2 separate regions of the Sus scrofa genome follow, and region 1 is linked to region 2. A link is a contact called in public targeted proximity ligation data. All regions are on one chromosome and are shown on one strand. The core of a region is the stretch at or near the end of the contact, and the rest is flanking DNA. Distances in the headings are between cores, read along the strand shown. Region 1 holds the start of CAPN15 (calpain-15). Region 2 holds the start of MAPK8IP3 (C-Jun-amino-terminal kinase-interacting protein 3).

Region 1 (2,700 bases), core at 131-2,630, 970 kb before region 2:
GAGGGACCTGTGCCGCTCATGTCCCAGCCCAGAAGCAGTCTGGTGGAAGTCCCCCAGGGCAGATCCTGTCTTGACCAGGGCCCTGCCCCTCCCTGGAAGGAGATGCTCCTGCTCTCTCCCTACTCCCTAGCACTGCAGCGGGCTGGAAAGAACCTCGCCCATCAGGTCTCACGGCTCACCTTTGGCCGTTTTTCTCGTCGGCTCACCTTTGGCCGTTTTTCTTGTCGGGAGGTTATAGGGCTGTGGACACCACCTCTGACCCAGCTGCCTCAGGCAGTGCACAGGGAAAGGGCCTGGGAGGGAAGGGGACCTGCAGTCACTGAGCCACCAGCGGGACTTGGCCCTTGAAGGCAGAAGGGGACCGCAAACCACTCTCCTTGAATCTCTTGGTAGAGGGGGCTTTGCTTCTGTGTTTCCTGCGTGGCTTGTGCCCTTTCCGGCTCCCCAAGCTCCTCTGAATGCCAGGGCCCCCGGAGCTCCGCCCTCTGAATCCCCACTCCCCACTGCAGCCTCGCCCTGCTTCAGTTGCTGCGGTAAAACCGCTGACACCGATCCGTTTTTCCGAGGGTCTTGCTGCCTCCCGGGCACTTAGGCGACGCAGGGCGGGGGTCCTGGAAGCAGCGCCTACCCTCAGTCCGCGGCTGCTGGGTATGAGAGTGACCTCAGACTACCCAAAGTGCAGGGAAAGGCTCTGAGCAAACAGGGCCGGGTTCTGCTCGGAGGCCCCCCCGCGGCTTCCTCCCTGCCTGGCGCTGGGCTGCGCGTGTGCCTCACTCCGTCCTTCCAGCGGCTCGGGGATACTGGTTCCCCGATGGCCCAGAAGAAACTGGAGCTCTGGCAAGCAACCTGCCCGGGTCACAGAGAGTGGCGCGGCCGTGGTCAGCGCAGGTCGATCCCAGCGAAACCGAAACAGGACCGGGAAGCCCTTGCGGGCCGGAAGAGGCAGACAAGTCGAGAGGGGACCCGGGAGGGAGGGGGCGGTTCTGCGAGCAGGCCCAGCGCAGCGCAGGGGCCCGGGAGGGGTCCGGGGCCGCAGCCCCTCGCCGCCCGGCACAGCAGCAGCCGGAAGCGCCGCGACCGGGGCGGGGGGGTGTGAAGCCCCGCCCCTCCCTACCGCGCCGGGCACTCTGGGAGTTGTAGTCCCGGTCGCGTCCACGGCACGCCGTGCCTCCCGTTTTCCGGCTCGGGCGCCTACCTCGGCGCTCGCGGTCGGCTCGGCCCGGGAAGTCGGAGGGCGCCAGTCGAGGCGGCTGAGGGCCACCGCCCCGGACTCCGCCTCCCGGCCTGCCTCGCGCGCCGCGCCGCCTTGTGGGAGCGGTAGTCCGGGCGCGCGATTCACAGCGCCGCGTGCGCCCCGGGCGCGCCGTAGCCTTGGGGCCCCGGCCGGGCGCTACGCTACGGAGGCGGCGCAGGGAGAGGCGCGGGCCGGGCCGGGCCGGGTCGGGCCGGGTCGAGACGCTTGCCGGTTCCGCCACTCAGCGCGGGAGGCCGTCGGGGCAGCGCGCCGGCGGCAGAGGGCCCGCCTGCCCTCCGAGAACAAGTTGTGGGCCGACCGGCGCAGGCGAGCGGGCCCGGGCCGCGGGGACTGAGAAGGCGCCGCGGGGTTGCGGAGGTGAGTCTCGCCGCCCGGGCCGGGCCGGGCCGGGCCGGGGGGAGCGGCCTGGCCCCTCGTGGGGCCGGGACCGGCGGGCGGCGCCCCCTGGGCATTGGTCCGGCACGACCGGGCTGGGGACGCTGCCCGAGGGAGAAGCCGGCGGGACCTGGGGGACCAGACAGCGAGAGACCAGCCAGGGTGCTGTGGACACAGGAGGCGGCCTGAACCTTTCCTGCCCTTGAGTGCCCTTATCTCCGGGCAGTGTCCCGTCCCCGGCTGCGTTCGGGATGTGTCCCGCGGTGGCCCCGCGGAGTGGGAGCGCGGGCGCGCCTTGTGTGCCCACTGGCCGGCCACCACAGTTCGTTCTCCCGTCCCTCTCCTGGCGCTGGAGCGAACCGAGAAGTTTTCCACAGGGGCCCTGAGAGGATTTGCCAGGCTGCACGGCGACCCTTCACGCTCTTCTTGCTGCCCACAAGAGGGGCTCTTCTGGTCCTCACCAGCGCACCCCTGTTGTGTGGTCAAGTGACTGGGCTTGTTTGGAGGAGGTGGGGGCGCCTCCTAACACGCAGGAATTTGGGACCAGACTGCAACCACAGGATCCCAGTGAGTCCAGGCCTGGGAGTTTGGGGTCCGGTGGCTCTGAGCGGCCGTGTCCTGGGGGGACACGGGCCTCCGCCGAGTGCTAAGTAGGTTCGCACCCCTCCTGGGAGCCCCTCCCCTGTCCCGGCCTGGGGGCTGTGTGAGCCACCGTCAGGAGGGTGCCCCTGATCCCCTTCTGCCGCTAGAGGCTGGGCTGCCCTAGGAGGTGGGGTAACGCGATCCTGCCATTTCTGGGTGACTTTCTCGAGTGCGGGGAGAGGCTAGTGTTTCCCTGGCCCAAGTCCCTGGGGAGGCCCCCGTGGACTGGGAACCCCGAGCCTGGCTGCTGGGAGTGGGTCTTGCGAGAGGTTGGGCTCGACTGATTTCCTCTCAGGTCCTTCTGCTCCTGGCAGGAGCTCCCCTCTTCCCTTCTGCAGCTGCTTCCCCTGAGCAGACAGGCTGGTGACCCCGTGACCTACTGAGAGCCAGGCTTAACCCCCGCCCCGCCACGCTGGGCCCAGGGCTCA
Region 2 (2,724 bases), core at 25-2,524:
GCTCCCTTTGAAGCACCACACCAGGTGGAAGGCAGCTGCTAGGCTGTCACCAGTGGGCTCTTGATCAGGATTCATGCCATCTGTGTGGCTGCCAAGGCTGAAAGTGTCAGTCTTAGGTTCATGGTGTCCTCAGACCTCACTGAAAGGAAATGCAAATCAGGTGGCTAAAAGTGGGAGAAATAAGGGCCTATGGGAACTGGCAGAGTACAGGCGTTTTCGTCGTGGTGCAGCGCTAACGCATCCCACTAGGATCCACAAGGATGCAGGTTCAAACCCTGGCCTTGCTCAGTGGGTTAAGGATCCAGCGTTGCTGTGAGCAGTGGTGTAGGTTATAGATGCGGCTTGGATCTGGTGTGGCTGTAGCTGTGGTGTAGGGTGGTAGCTGTACCTCCAATTGGACCCCTGGCCTGGGAACCTCCGTATGCCGCGGGTGCTGCCCTAATCACAAACCAACAAAAAAATCTGGTAGAGTCTAAGGAAAATCAAATAGGACAAGTGGAAGTTAACATGTAACCACAGAAGAGTTCCTGCTGGGGCATCACAGGATTGGTGGAGTCAGGAGTGCTGGGACGCAGGTTCCATCCCTGGCCAGTGGGTTAAGGATTCGGTGTTGCCATAGCTGTGGCTTAGGTCTCGACTGCCTCTTGGATCTGATACCTGGCCCAGGAACTCCACATGCCATGGGGCGGCCAAAAATGAAGAAAAAAAAAAAAGTGAAATGGTAGATGGAGTCCTGTGGTGGCACAGCAGGTTGAGGATTGGGCACGGTCACTGCTGTGGTGCAGGTTTTATCCCTGACCTGGCGACTTCCACACGCTGAGGGTGTGGCCAAACAAAAATATATATCTATCGAAATGAACTCAGTGTGTGGGTTAGATGACGCATTGGTGAAATGAAACTGAAATCTGCATAAGTTACACAAAATCAAGACACCGAAGTGGAGTAAATGAGCGTTTGTTGCTGGATCTTAGGATGAGACTGGAACCCCAGAGGGGACAAGTGAAGGGCAGAGAGCTCTGAACACCTACCGTGTAGGCGTGCGTACTGCGGTGACGCTGCAAAGGCAAGTCAGAGGACAGCCAGGTCAGCATCCTGGACACCTCAGGAGGGAGGGGACAGGCGCCCAAAGATAATGGCCCTTCCCTCGGGGCGGGGGGAGGGGGCACGCGGATGCTCGCCCAAGTCCAGGCCGTACGGAAGCATTTGTGCACACTGCGCGGACGCGCGGCCCCTGGTAAAAATCTACGCCGTCAGCGTCGCGGGAGCTGACCGACAGCGGCTCTGACAAGCCTGCCGGAAGCGTTCCCTGCCCAGCTTCCGGCCGGAGACGGACTTCCTCCTACGTCAGGGCACCTGCGACCCCTAGCGGCGGGGCGCCGGCGGGACGGGCGGGCACCGCCCTCGCTGTCTGGAGGGCGGGACTTCCGGGCGGCGGGACTTCCGGCTGCTGAGTGACGGGCGCAGCATCAGCATCGGCGGCGGCAGCGGCTGAGCCCTGAGGCAACAGCGGCTGCGGCGGAGGCGACGGGCTGCGGCCTGCGGACTCACGGGCAGCCGGGGCGGGCGAACGCGCCGGCGGACAGCAGGCCGCGCTGGCGGCGGCGGTGGCCGCGATGATGGAGATCCAGATGGACGAGGGCGGCGGCGTGGTCGTGTACCAGGATGACTACTGCTCCGGCTCGGTGATGTCGGAGCGGGTGTCGGGCCTGGCGGGCTCCATCTACCGCGAGTTCGAGCGCCTCATCCACTGCTATGACGAGGAGGTGGTCAAAGAGCTTATGCCGCTCGTGGTCAACGTGCTCGAGAACCTGGACTCCGTGCTCAGCGAGAACCAGGAGCACGAGGTGGAGCTGGAGCTACTGCGCGAGGACAACGAACAGCTGCTCACCCAGTACGAGCGGGAGAAGGCTCTGCGCAAGCAGGCCGAAGAGGTGCGTGGGCCGGGCCGCGCGGGGGACCCTCGCCCCGCCCGTGGGCCCCGCCCTCAGCCCCCGCCCTGGCGGGGCCCGACTCCCGCCCCGCCCACCCAGCCAAGCCCCCCGGGGCACCCCCCCCGCCGGGCCCAGGGGCTGAGCCCTGGCTCCCCCTTCCTCCCGGCCCGCTGCTCCAGCCAGGAGCCCTGACCCCTAAACCACCTGGCGTCACGGGGGAGAGCTTGCAGCGCGAAGGGTCTCAGGCCCCAGTGTCCCATCCTTACCCACCTCTCATCCCAAACGCCAGGTCTTTTTGCTTTTGTGTGTGTGTTTCGCAAACGTTTCCTAGACTCCAGGTTGCTGCCGTTTTAAAGTCTCCGAGAAAAAGGAGGTTTCTGATCTTACGGTTCTGCAGCCAGAGGCTGTCCGTTGTCAGATCTGTGCCTTGTCTCTGGGCCGGTGTTTTGAAGGTCTGTGACCCGGGCGAGTTTAAGGATGGATATGAACACAGAACCAAAGCCTCGCTGGCACCTGGTGAAAGACCTCAAGTTTATGGAGGTGGTTTCTTTCCCCTGCGTTGCCCTCCCTTGGGGAGGTTGTTAGCTTCTGTGAAAAGGCTGAGAAATTGCACTGTGGCTTCCGAGGAGTTAAAAGGAGAATTTGGAAAGAGTGTATTCTGTCCTAGATATTCTATCTTCCTAAATTGGACGTCATGTCTTTGTGAGCCACTTAGAAGAACCACACGCATTGTAAGGAACCCCACTTACCTTCATTCATTCACCGTCATTTCACGCTCTATGCCAGACCTAGG

Evidence for each region.
Region 1: a contact with region 2 is called in a targeted proximity ligation map of alveolar macrophages. A contact is called at or near these places in 1 of 5 promoter capture datasets (liver) and 1 of 2 datasets of targeted methods (alveolar macrophages).

What each region holds. Positions count from the first base shown.
Region 1 is chr3:41,207,290-41,209,989 of Sscrofa11.1, reverse strand. CAPN15 (calpain-15) reads left to right here and starts at 1,380. Exons shown (of 13, transcript XM_021086917.1): 1 at 1,380-1,612.
Region 2 is chr3:40,240,003-40,242,726 of Sscrofa11.1, reverse strand. It overlaps MAPK8IP3 (C-Jun-amino-terminal kinase-interacting protein 3), which reads left to right and starts at 1,274. Exons shown (of 32, transcript XM_021086813.1): 1 at 1,274-1,931. The coding sequence starts at 1,614.